Regions from separate parts of the Mus musculus genome. Here region 2 is linked to region 1. The links are chromatin contacts, called in public promoter capture Hi-C maps. All regions are on one chromosome and are shown on one strand. Each heading gives the region's core, a stretch centred on a gene start, on an enhancer-like site or on the middle of the called end of the contact. The rest is flanking DNA. Distances are from core to core; before and after follow the strand shown.

What was found. Capture Hi-C pulls out chosen DNA fragments and counts their contacts.
Region 2: a promoter capture Hi-C map of pancreatic islet shows a contact between it and region 1. The contact joins the promoter of Catsper2 here to the promoter of Ehd4 in region 1. A contact is called at or near these places in 2 of 39 promoter capture datasets (erythroid cells and liver), 1 of 115 datasets of contacts at active chromatin or transcription factors (pancreatic cancer cells) and 3 of 9 other capture datasets (adipose tissue, liver and pancreatic islet).

What each region holds. Positions count from the first base shown.
Region 1 is chr2:120,151,016-120,157,610 of GRCm38.p6, forward strand. Ehd4 (EH-domain containing 4) reads right to left here and starts at 3,560. Exons shown (of 6, transcript NM_133838.4): 1 at 3,225-3,560. The coding sequence starts at 3,460.
Region 2 is chr2:121,410,443-121,417,173 of GRCm38.p6, forward strand. Catsper2 (cation channel, sperm associated 2) reads right to left here and starts at 3,350. Exons shown (of 13, transcript NM_153075.3): 1 at 2,974-3,350; 2 at 1,708-1,848; 3 at 1-108. The coding sequence starts at 1,846. It overlaps Pdia3 (protein disulfide isomerase associated 3), which reads left to right and starts at 3,460. Exons shown (of 13, transcript NM_007952.2): 1 at 3,460-3,763. The coding sequence starts at 3,597.

The DNA of each region.
Region 1 (6,595 bases), core at 2,310-4,809:
TGTGTGTGTTTGTGTGTGTGTGTGTGTTCGCACATGTAAATGCAGGTGCCCATGAAGTCCAGAAGAGGGCATTGGATTCCCTGGGGCTGGTATGAGCCACCAGACATGTGTATTGGGAACCAAACTCCAAACATCTTCTGGATGTTTGGGTCTTTTGGAAGAACAGGAAGTGCTCTTAACTGTGGAACTAAGCCATGAAACTTTTTTCTTTCCAAGTTTTAGACATAAGCCCAACACCTGCCCTTTCTTAGTTATGAAAATCAAAGATGATATGGTCACTTTTACTAGTGCTAATCCCTTCTCCTTCTCTGGACAATTTTTCCTTGCCAGCCAGAAGTAGACTATTTAACACTTCTTACTATATATCCTGTCTTCTGAGAAATAAAATAACCAGACAATAGAGCTGTCAGCCGTTTAACCATTACCCTAAGGAGACTTTGACAAATATCTCTACCACATCTGAAGCTTCCTCCAGCCTTTCACTGCTAAGATCTATAGGCGATTCTACCAATCTGTTCTTTCCATTTAACTTCAACCTCACTCTTTATTTACCCTCTTCCTGGCACTTGCCCCCCCCCCCCTTGGTGAGCATCTGTACAGGGGTGAGCAGATTTTCTCACTACCCCAGGCTCTTCAGGCATTCTACCTGGAAAACTTTCCATCAAAATGAAGGACACACTTAGCTGCCTCACTTCTGTGACTGTCCTGGTCCAGCGCATATAATGTGACTTCTGTTTTCTCCAAAACAAGAGAGAAAAATAAAGTTTGTGGGAGTAAGACACATAATCAAAGGTTATGATGAATGGCTTACAATAAAGAGGAATGTTTCCCTCCATGATGCCGTGGCTCCTGTGTTAGTCAAATGGAAAAGAATAAGTGACTTCATAGATAAGCCCCTTCCCCAAGTTTCTGTGAACACTTAGTACTTCCAGCTAGAAGCAAAGCACCCAGGTCCCTAGCCAGGACCTAACTAAAGCAAGGTCCAAGAAGGCCAGCTCTCATGGACATCTCCTTTGTTTACCTCTCTAAGTGCCAAGTCTCCAGGACAGGTGCCCTCTGTTTACTGTTTTCCTCCTGGAAACCAATCACTTCCCCCTACTGCTCTCTAAAACCAATTTCAGATGCCACAAGTGAAGATTCATCCAGCTTCCTGTCTGTAGTATCTTCTTCTAACCCCAAGGTCCACTTTGGGCCCTTTGTGGAATAGCAAAGCCACTGGCCCAAGCTCCCAGCTAAGGTGATTCCTCCCTGGGTTGCAGCTTCTACTGAGTTCCAGCTCTAAAAAGGGCTTAAGAAGTATAGCCATAAGCCAAGCGTGGTGGTGCACACCTTTAATCCCAGCACTCAGGAGGCAGAGGCAGGTGGCTTTCTGAGTTCCAGGCCAGTCTGGTCTACAAAGTGAGTTCCAGGACAGCCAGGGCTATACAGAGAAACCCTGTCTCGAAAAACCAAAAAAAAAAAAAAAAAAAAAAAGAAGTAGAGCCATGAGTCAAATCTCAGAACCTGCCTTTTAGCCCTCTCCCACAAAGCTTCTCAAAACTGAAGCACAGAAGAATGAGAATATAACAAAATAATATGAGGCGGGGAAAGAGGATTGCTCCACCTTCCTGAGAATTGCGTTGTACTCTCCTACCTGAGGCTTGTTTACGAGTCAGGCTACAGTCAGAGGAATGCACTGTCTTCAGGCTAGGTCAGTACAGAATCAAGAAAGGCTCCCTAATTATGCATAGGTACCGTGAGGCCCATGGCACGTACAGGAGGAAATGGTGGGACTGCTGTGTATCTGCCACCAGTACATTTTAAAATGCTATACTCTTATTGCTCTAAGCTTAAAAGTTCTCTCTTCACTCCTGTAATATTATCCTGATAATTCACAACTGCGACTACCAAGACCTTAATGTACCACCTGCTTGCCATTTATTTTGTTTTTGTTTCCTAGGTTTTGTTGCTGTTCTTATTGCTGTTGTTTTGAAGACGGTCTTTTGTTGTCTAGTCAGGGTTATCCTAGATTGCGTTATGTAGCCCAGGCTGGCCTGGAAGGCAAAATAACCATGATCCAGCTTCCCCAGTCCTTGGATTACAGGCAAGCACCATCTCAACTAGCCCTTTGCATCTGTCAGTTACTGTAATATTTCTAGGTTCATTTCTGAGTTAACATATTCAACACTGTTTTCAGCTAATTTAAAAGCATTACATGAAATAATTTCAACATTATTTTCCCCCTCTCTTCGTTCACATTTCAAACTACAGTGTATTGCCTTTGTTGAGTTCATTCACAGTGTATCTACAGGCCTGGATTTAACATATTTCTTGTAGTGACAACTTTTCTATTTTTTTGGAACTCTTTAGGTCACAGGAGGGGAAAAAAAGGAGGTCATACCTAAAAGAAATGGCATGTCCCCAAGACAGATGCAGTTTTCTGAACACCTGTTGAACATCAAATGATGATGAGTGTTCTAATTCCAAAACTCAGGATCCAGATCTTAAATGTTCAGTCACTTTGCTTCGTCTGATAAGGATTTGAACGTCGATTCTTCCCAAAGATAGGGAAATAGACGCCTCATTTAAAAAGCAGTCCGTTTCATTGTAAATTATTTCTCATCGAGTCACTCTAGAGGAAGCTGTGTGGTTGGAACTGCAGGGCAAGCCGGTTATTGCTTCCGGAGACAGAGTGACCGTGACAAATATTTTCAGTTTGTCAAGGGTGAAGAAATGGAAACTAGCAAACAGTAACCTGACACTCCCCTTCAGTCCACAGGCTGGTGAGGCAGCTACACTGTAGGCTAACTTCCTATAGACCATAAAGCTGGATGATAGCAGCCCCGCCGCTGTGGCGGAACGTGGCACCTAGGGCATGGCAATACTCCTACTGTGGCATTCACTCATTCATTCATTCGTTCGTTCGTTCATTCATTCTCACTGTGCTGGAAGGTTACCTCTCCACCTAGGAGCCGCATTCCTTCATTATCACTTTCAGCACTAGGTTGCACTAATGATGAGCCTTGCCTTCTCTCCCTTTCCTGCACTCCCAGGCCAGGGTGACAGGCTCAAGGAAGGCCTTGGCAACAGCAAGGAAGGGGCTCGCAGCGCGCTGGGGGCCGGTCTCAGGGGAGGGAGCCTTGGGAAACGGGACCCGGGAAGGCGACGGGCCACCAAGCTCGGAGTGTAACCTGAGGGCAGGCCGTGCGCTAGCGGAGGGGTAGCGAGCCGACGAGGCAAATTACCTGATGAACGTGGTCTTGCCCGTGCTGTACTGGCCCACCAGCAGGATCATGGGCTTGTTTTCGAAGTCGGCGTCCTCCAGCGCTGGCGAGTGAAACTCGTGGAAGCGGTACGCCTCCTCCAGCGGCAGCACCTTGCGCTGGTACAGAGAGCGCAGGCCGCCCGTCACCGTCTGCACCGCGTCCATGCCGCCCGAGCGCTCGCGCCCGCCAGCCTGCCGCCCCATCCAGCTGAACATGCTGCCGCCCCACAACTTGCCGCCGCCGCCGCCGCACTTCAGTAAGAACCCCAGAACCCGCGTCGCTCGCTCTCTGTGCCCGACAGTAGCTCTCGCCGCCGCCCGCTCCTGGGTCCGCCCCCTGCCGCAACGACCAATCATCAGCCGCTGCGTCACGGGCGCGCGCTCATTATTCAGCAGCGATCTCAGGTCCTTCCTCATTGGGCGTTTGCCAGCGACTGGGTGGAAGCTCTAGCCAATGGAAAGGCGATCCTTGAATTATTGATGACGGCATCGGTCTAGAGGGCTGATCCCGGAGAGGGTGTAGTCCAGGCGGGGTGACACAGGCGCGTCTACCCGGGTACATCCTTCTGGCCAGGTGGCGTTGGCTTCCGGGCAAGTCTGAGCTGGCAAGAATGAACCACCGGAGGCTGTCCTCCTGGAACTCGACTCATCCCAAGTCTCCGGACGTGGATACTGGGGACAGAAAACTCAGAAAGTTGACAGACAAGTTCCTTTTCCTGGGGCAGGTTATTGCCCTGTTTACTACTGTCGAAGATACTCAGGCTCACCGATATAATTGGCAAAAATTGGAGAGAAAATGGACTTCAATCTATTTGCGCAGACACTTCTGCCTCCATTCAACTCTGGATCAATTAAAGGCCTCTTTCTGCTAGACACTAGTAGAAATAATTGACCATCACCTGTGTATCCTAAGCGAGAAATAGTGTTAGCGCATTTTCAGTGTGGCCAATGAGGCCAGCTGCATAGGAATAACCCAAGAGGCTTGTTAAAATGCAGGTCTCTAGTTCTTGATACAGACCCACCAAATAAAATGTTGAGAGATGCAGCTCAACAAATGCCTGCAGATGATTCTTGTCTGCATAAAGTTTGGAGAAAGATTGTGTGGGAATGACTTCTTGAACTTGGTGGAAATGCAGAGCTGATTCAGCAAGTAGTTGTAAAATTGCATTTTAAAGATCGTTCAGGTGTTGCCAGTGCAGCAAGGGTGGTTTTGTTGTTGGTGGTGGTGGTGGTGGGGTTTGGTTTGGTTTGGGTTTTTTATTTATTTGTTTATTTTTATTTTATTTTATTTTATTTTACTTTTATTTTGATTTTTCAAGACAGGGTTTCTCTGTGTAGCCATGGCTGTCCTGGAACTCATCTGTAGACCAGGCTGGCCTCGAACTCAGAAATCGGCCTGCCTGTGCCTGTGCCTCTGCCTCTGCCTCTCTGCCTCTCTGCCTCTCTGCCTCTCTGTCTCTCTCTGCCTCTCTGTCTTTCTCTGCCTCTCTGTCTCTCTCTGCCTCTCTGTCTCTCTCTGCCTCTCTCTCTCTGCCTCTCTCTCTCTCTCTGCCTCTCTGTCTCTCTCTGCCTCTCTCTCTCTCTGCCTCTCTCTCTCTGCCTCTCTCTCTGCCCCTCTCTCTCTCTCTCTGCCCCTCTCTCTCTGCCCCTCTCTCTCTGTCTCTCTCTCTCTCTGCCTCTCTGCTTCTCTGCCTCTCTGCCTCTCTGCCTCTCTGCCTCTCTGCCTCTCTGCCTCTGCCTCTCTGCCTCTGCCTCCCAAGTGCTGGGATTAAAGGCATGCACCGCCACTGCAGGGCATCAAGGGTGTTTATGACAGCTTTGTTCGTCACTAAAACTTGGAAACAACCAAGATGGCCTTTAGTAGGAGAATCACTAAACTATGTATATCCAGACCAAAAGCTGCTGTCTCTAGGAGGTGAACTTATTAGTGAAGTTTCTAGCTACAAGAACCAGATATATCTACATGCTAGAAACAACAATTGGACATTCAAGTAGAAAATCTGCATGCCTTGGAATAGCACCCAAACAAAGAGATGTTTAGTGCTAAATCTAAATAAAATGTACCAGATCTATATGCTGAGAATCAAAATATATTTCTAAGAGAAATGGAGACCTGAACATACTGCCCATACCTACCCTGTTCGTGGACCAGAAGACTCAACATTAAGATACAAAATTTTCCCCAATTCGTTTAATGCAATCCTCAGCAGGTTTTTGTTTTAGTCAGACTTAACAAAATGATTCTCAATTTCACATGATGGATGTGAAGTTCCCAGAATAAATACAACAATGTAAAATATAACAAAAATGGAATTCTTATATTACCTAATTTCAAGACTAATAAAGCTTTGAAAATCAAGACCCGGTGGTATTAATGCAAAAATTATCTAATGAACATAAACTAATGATATTTCAGCCACAGGCAACAAGTTTTTGTAAGTTTATCTTGACTTATGACATGTTTTAGTTTGTATGAGTACACTCCATGGTGTTTACACAATGCCTAACAATGCATTTCTCAGAACACATCATCATTACCTGTGATGAACGAATATATCGATGGAACAGAGTCCGAAAAGAGGCCTACACATACATAGTCAACTGATTTTTAACACAATAGATAATTTAGTGGATAATTCAAAATGTGTTTGTTTTTCATTTTGGAGCAGAGTCTTATACAACCAAGCTGGCCTCAAACTCACTAGACACCTGCAAATGACCCTGAACGCCTCTGCATTCTGCCTCCATCTCCCAAGTGCTGGGATTACAGGCATATGCCGCTGAGACTGGCTAAGCAAATCTTTTATAGAATCAGTTTAGAATGTTAGAAACGTCACATGCATGAAGCAGTGGGTTCTATCTGCACTACCGACAACAAAAAACACTATCCACATATAGTTCGAGAACAGTAGGATTTCTGTATACAGAAACATGAATTATGGAGGGTTGTAAACCACCAGTGGGTGCTGGGAATTGAACCCAGGTACTCTGCAAGAGTAACCAATGCTCTTAACTAGACCCCCAAATTATGTGCTTTTAATACATACAGTTGATTATATGTCAACCATTCTTTAATGAGTTGCAAAATATTCATATATTTTTGACTCGGGAATTTCATTTTGAAGAAACTATCCTGGAGTTATTTACCCAGAGGAATAATGAATATAAAACTTTATCTGAGAATATGGTTATTATCATTTAGAATACTGTAAAGCTGCAACTAGCTCTCTCCTCACAAATTTAAACAAACAGCGGTTTCCTATGCAGTACCTGAACATTGTATTATATAAGAAGAATTTTGGATTTGGATTGTAGCTCAGTGGTGGAGTGTTTGCTGAGCATGTATGAAGC
Region 2 (6,731 bases), core at 2,100-4,599, 1.3 Mb after region 1:
TCAGCAACCGCCGCGAGTGTGTGATGTGCCCCATTCGCCGAGGCTTTATGGAGAAGCGCACTAGCTGCTCCTGATCTCCTGACATGAGTTTCTGCTGGTAAGAAGGATCTGTAACAAAAATGAGAAGGTAACTGGAGAGGCCTGCTATTCAGCTTGAGTGCACCTGAGCTGGCAACACCTAAGCCTGCCTTCACATCTCCCCAGCCTCCTCCCAAAACACAAAGGACAGTAGATAAATATACAGGCCGGCTGGAGGACTGTGGCGAGCAGGTAGCGTTGGGTTAGGGATGCCAGTGAAATAATGGACCCTCCTCTGCCTTGTAAGGTGCTCTTTCCCAAAGCAACTGAGAATTAGTTGAAAGTGAAAATGTGTAGTTTCTCACTAACACTGACTGTGCCCATGAAAGCAACAGGGACAAAGTGTTATTTTGTTTTAGTCCCAGCTGCTTTAGAACCTGGTGTGTAGAGCAGGCTCTCTCCAACTCAGAGATCCACCGGCTGCCGCCTTCTGAGTACGCACATTAAATGCCTGTGCTACCACTACCAGCAGCCCAGAAACCTTAAAGTTTTAAGTACTTTTGGTGTGAACTTTTCCAAGTCAGTCAGGGTACCCAACTAGGACTCAGAGGAAGTGATTAGAGGTCCTATACATAGATTCTAAGAGTTTTATTCATAAAGCTCTGAGTTTATCACATGTCATGTTGCTTCTTATCCCTAGATTTCCTTTTTTTAAAAAAGATTTTATTTATTATACATAAGTATACTGTAGCTGTCTTCAGATCTCACTATGGGTGGTTGTGAACCACCATGTGGTTGCTGGGATTTGAACTCAGGTCCTCCGGAAGAGCAGTCAGTGCTCTTAACCACTGAGCCATCTCACCAGCCCCCCTAAATTTTCTTTTATTTGTACTTAAAAAAAAAAAATACCGCTGAGCGTGGTGGCACATGCCTTTAATCCCAGCACTCAGGAGGCAGAGGCAGAGGCAGGAGGATTTCTGAGTTTGAGGCCAGCCTGGTCTACAAAGTGAGTTCCAGGACAGCCAGGGCTACACAGAGAAACCCTGACTCGAAAAAACAAAAACAACATAAAAAAATAGCATTTATTCGTGTGGGGGGGTGGTCAGAGCATAATTGTAGGGGTAGGTTGTATTCTTGTACCATATGGGTTCTGAAGATAGAGCTTAGTTTACAGAGCAAGTGCCTATGTTCACTAAGCTATGTTTTCTCTGGCCTTACTCATATTGTTCTCAACCAAGGATGGCCTTGAATTCCTGGTGTCTCCTCCTCCAGAGTGCTGGGATTCACCCATACCTGGTTTCTTTCTTTCCTTTTTAATTTTTTTCTTTTTCTTTTTTTCTAATAGTTGTGTATGTGTGTGTTGTGTGTACATGTGTAGGCCAGAGGACAACTTTTGGGAATCAGTTCTCTCCTTCCAGGTAGGTTCTGAGAATCAGACTCAGGCTATCATTATTAGCTGCAGGCACCTTTACTCTTGCCGGCTCTAATTTTGTTTGCTTGTTTGTTTCATTTTGTTTTCTGAACCAGGACCTGGCTATGTAACCCAAGCTGGTCTTTATTATTTAAAGCCCAAGTGACCCCGGATTCAGTCATGGACCGTTATTCCTGGCTCCACCCTTAAGTATGTCTCACTTTCTCTTGAGGATATGGACAGGAATATCACGTTTAGTGTGAATGAGGGTTACTAACCAAGTATCTCCCGGAGAGTGTGCCTTGGTACGGCTTGGCTCAAGCCCTGCAAATGCTCTATGAGCGAGAAAGTGTCAATGAGCTTTGAACGGATAGCATCAGCTCTGAGCAGCTGGAAATGTCCTTGTTCTTGTGCCATGTCTGTTAAGAAAGTAGAACCAAGGATGTCATGCTTAAGAATTATACTACAATTAGCAGGCTCTCTCCTCCCCCAGCTTCTTTGCCTTTTAGAGATTCAAGAAGCCCACACAAAAAAAGCTATGAGCAGTTAAGAATAAACACATTGAAAGACTCAAAGGTATTTTGTTGTTGTTCGGTACGGATTTTGTTTTTCATCTAAGCAAAAGACATAAAAGTCATAAGAAGCTAGGCAGTGGTGGTGCACGCCTTTAATCCCAGCACTTGGGAGGCAGAGGCAGGCGGATTTCTGAGTTAGAGGCCAGGCTGGTCTATAAAGTGAGTTCCAGGACAGCCAGGGCTGCACAGAGAAACCCTGTCTCGAAAAGCCAAAAACAACAACAACAACAAAAAAAAAACAAAAACAAAAGTCATAAGAAATATCTTCACAGCTAACTAAATATTCGGGTTATTTTCACTTTCTGACAGCATTTGTAATTAAACACTTCTTTTTGAAAATTAGGCTTAAATGTTAGGCAGGTGGCCCATGGCTTGGATCCCAGCGCTCTGGAGATAGAGGCAGGCAAATCTCAGAGCTCAAAGACAGCCTAGTGAAGGACAGCCAGGGCTACACAGAGAAACTATCTTGAAAAACAAACAAAAATCAGTTTAAAAGGCAGGCAGTGTAGACAGATATTCCAGTCTCAAGAGGATGGTGGATCTCTGTTGAGTTCCACATTTGCCTGGTCTATATAGTGAGTTCCAGGGCAGCCAATCCTCCTTGCCTCAAAAAAAAAAAAAAAAAAAAAAAAAGGTGAAAGCTGAGCCTGTGCCTATTAGTACGTAGTGCACACTATCAGTCTCAGCCACTCGAGAGGCTGAGGCCAGAGGATGGAAAGTTCTAGACCTTCGCGGATTACAGTATGAAGTCAAGGCCAGCCTGGACACCTTGGTGTGAACATGACTCAAAAAGTCAAAAGAGGACTAGGGATGTAATCCAGTGTTGGATCACTTGCCCAGCAATGTGCAAGGTTCTGGGCTCAATCCTCAGCTACCCACCCTCTCAAACAAACCAACAAACAACAATGGGGGGGGGGGGAGCAGCAGGCAGGGAGGGCAGAGGCCTAAGGCTGGACAAAGAATACAGACCTCACGTGGACCTGACAAAGCAGGATACGAGGTAGGGCAGCGGCAGGATGTAGACTTACTACGCCCTATAATTGGACAAAGCAACAGCCTGACATTTGGAAAACGTGTCGCGGTGCGCTCAAGTGCGTGCGCGCCCCAATGCCCCGGAGGGAGGGAGCCGGACAGACAGCTCAAGCTCCCCTCCAGCCCTTTCGCGGGCCTCACTTCCGCCCACTCAGCCCTGACTTCACCCCTCCGCCTTCCGCGCCGGCGCCCAGAGCTTCACTCCTCCCCAGCGGGTGGCGCTCAGGGCCGCTCCGGCTTCGCTGAGCCCCCTACTTCCCACCGACCCCCCGTCCAGGCCTCCGCCACAGCCAGACCGGCGGGCGTTCGCCTAAGCGTCCGCCCCGCCTCGCCCCGCGCGCCCGCCAATCGGCAGTTACCAGCTGTTCCGCCCGCCCGACGCTGCGTGACGCAGCCAATCGGCGGCTGCCACACTGCGGGCCCCGAGCAGGCCTAGGGGGTTGGGACCTCGGCAGCGGGTCTGCCCGGGCCAGACGCGCGAGCGCAGGCAAGCGGCTGCAGATTGCGGGCTCTCCCATCTCATTTCTCCGGTCCCGGCCCTCCGACCGCGACCCGCCGCCATGCGCTTCAGCTGCCTAGCTCTGCTCCCGGGCGTGGCGCTGCTGCTCGCCTCGGCCCGTCTCGCCGCCGCCTCCGATGTGTTGGAACTGACGGACGAAAACTTCGAGAGTCGCGTCTCCGACACGGGCTCGGCGGGGCTCATGCTAGTCGAGTTCTTCGCCCCCTGGTGAGGCCACTTTGCGGGATCAGGGCCGGAGGACCGGCTGGGCGCGGGAGCGGTTGGGCCTACGCAGCGCGGGCGCCCTCCACTATCTAGCAGGCCTGGCTGCGGCTGCCTCATTGCCAGTCGGTGGGGAACCGGGAGGCGCTCCGCCCGGGGTGGGGGGTGGGGTGAGGACGAGGTAGGGTGGGGACGGGGGCAGATCCGGAAAGCAGAAAGCCTAAACTCCAGGGTAGGGCCACGTCCTTACCTCCGCGTTCTTGCAGCACTTCCTATGTGGAGGGTTCTCCCATCCCCTCCCCCTCCGGTCTATCTTTCAGTATCTAGGTGAGTCAGTGTATGTGTCCCCAGGTCTGCAGACAAGGCTGGCATCCCAAAGCCTTCAGAGAGGAGGCAGAGGTCCTCTTTTAAGTGGTGAGGTTCTGGGGTTTTTTTTTTTTCTCTTTTTGTCTCCACCCCATTAGAGCCATTGGTTTCTAACCAAGGTCACTCTGTAGCTGCAGAAAGATCCTAAGTGCTTTCTTGAGACAGGCCATTAGTTGGTTCATGGCATGGCTTACACTATTTTACATTAAGCTGCAGAGGCCTCTTATTAAAAGAGTAAACCAACAAGAATTATTTCACTAGGACCTATCATAATTTCAGTATTAAATAATTCTAGAAAATGATAACATTCTGGATAAGAAAGTTACCACTGCTTAACCTAAGAAAAGGGTAAGTTCTATCGAGTGGGTGTGACCCCAAATAAAAACTTTGCTTGGGAAGGGAGAGCAAATAGGATTTCTAGTTTTGTCACTTAGAGTAGTGGATAGGATAATTTACCAATTATTTATTACAAGGGCATACAGTTTAGAGGATGTCAATATTTTTTCCCTCCTAGCACAATGACCCTTAATTCAAACCTGTTCAAAAGTATCAGTAAGACAGAGTGTGATAGTTACACTGTAACTTACCTTTGCTTCTGACCCAGTGGGATTGTTAACATCTCTAGCTTCTCTGACTTAGATGGTCACACTCAAAAGTCCTGTAGTGAAGACTGCCTAAAGAGGCAGGAAGCAAATTGTGTTTCAGTTCAGGCTTCTGTGGTTGACAGTCACATTGATTACACATTATAGATAGCATCTATATGTCTCTAGAATTCGTGTTCTCTCCGAATTTATCATAGTTACATAATGGTGCTGTTAACTGAGGGGGTGTCGCTTGGGTCTGGCTTCTTTGTCTGAAGGAGGTCATACAATTGAAGAATTGTGGGCTCTTACACAATTAGAGTTTTTAGTCAAGGCTTTGGAATATGGTTCAGTGCTTGCCTAGCATGTCCAATCCCCATTGAAACACACACACATGAGAACATATATATTCTTAAGAAACAAGTCTCTGTACACTCTAGGCTGACCTCTTCTTACTCTAGCCTCTTTTTTTTTTCTTTTTCTTTTGAGATAGGGTCTCCTATTGCCTAGTTAGCCTTCATTTCATGATCCTTTTATTCTGAATGCCCCAGGCACCTGACTTCAGACTTGTCTTTCTACTAAAAATTGTTGTGCCTGCTTTCCACAAGACTACATATCCCATCGTACATTGAGCGATTTAAGAGTTGCGTGGATTTCTGCTGTGGTGTCTGCTTTTAGTTGGCTGAGAAGATAAAGTCATCTTCCACATTGCCAGTAGGAAAGATTGGTTTTCTGAGGAGGCAGTTTAAAGTGAAGGAAGTCTCCTGTTAGTAATTTCATTATTTCTACATACTCATCTATTTTAACAGTTGTAAAAATTTTTTTAAATTTGTTAGTTTGCTTGTTTTTCTGAGACAAAGTCTTAAGTAGCTCAGGTTGGGCTCGAATTCCTTACCCTTGAGTCTCCCCAAATGCTGAGCGTATAGCCACCACACCAAGCTCTGGAGATTGATTAATTGATTGACTGATTTACTCTTTTCCCTTGCATATAACAGCAGTACCATCCCCTGTTAGCAAATAGAAATTTTTTTTTAAGGATGTGCAACCACTACCCAGTTTTTTTTTTAAGGTTTATTTATATCTAAGTACACTGTAGCTGTCTTCAGACACACCAGAAGAGAGTGCCAGATCTCATTACGGATGGTTGTGAGCCACCATGTGGTTGCTGGATTTGAACTCAGGACCTTCAGTAGAGCAGTCAGTGCTCTTAACCACTGAGCCATCTCTCCAGCGCGCAAATAGAAATTTTTGAGATAGGGTTTTATTGTATAGCTCTGGCTGACCTGGACCTGATCCACCCGCCTCTGCGTACTGAGATTAGAGGTGTGTACCACCACATCAATCGAGAAATGTAATAGTAAAATGGGGACTGGAAAGCTGGCTCAGCAGTTAAGAGCACTGGCTTTTGCAAAGGAAACTGAAGAGTGTGGCCTTTTGGCCTTCCTGGGCACTCGCATTCATGTGCACACACCCATAACTTGAAATAAGTGCTCTAAGTGGTAGGGGTCAAAATGGAGTCTGGAACTTAGTACAGTAGACAAAGAGCTTGGGTACCTCAACCTGGGCTCTAGGTTCCATCTTCATGTAGATCTACCTCTTTAACTTTGTAAGTGAAAGTGAAAGATTTCTTTGCAGGCCACTGTTAAGGTTATGAGGTTTTGTTTTATTTGAAACAAGATTTTATGTACTGGAGGCTGGCCATGGGCTGTCATCCTGTCTTCACCACCTAAATACTTGGATTACAGGTGTGAATTACACTGTTTGCTAACCTGTGTATTTGTAGAGATATGAGTATCTTAATTTCTCTGTGAGAAATAGCGGTGTTTAAATGTTTTAAGTCTTAAACATCTACTTGTGTTGTAGATTTTTATGATACTCTTTTCCCCTGTAGTACTAAGGATCAAGCATATGACTTTAACTTGTGCTTGGCGCTGAGTACTATGCTACCCTCTACAACAGTAACAATAAATAACACTTGTTATGCAGTTCATGGTGCTAGTGATTCTTGCCTTCCCAGGGCTTTAGAA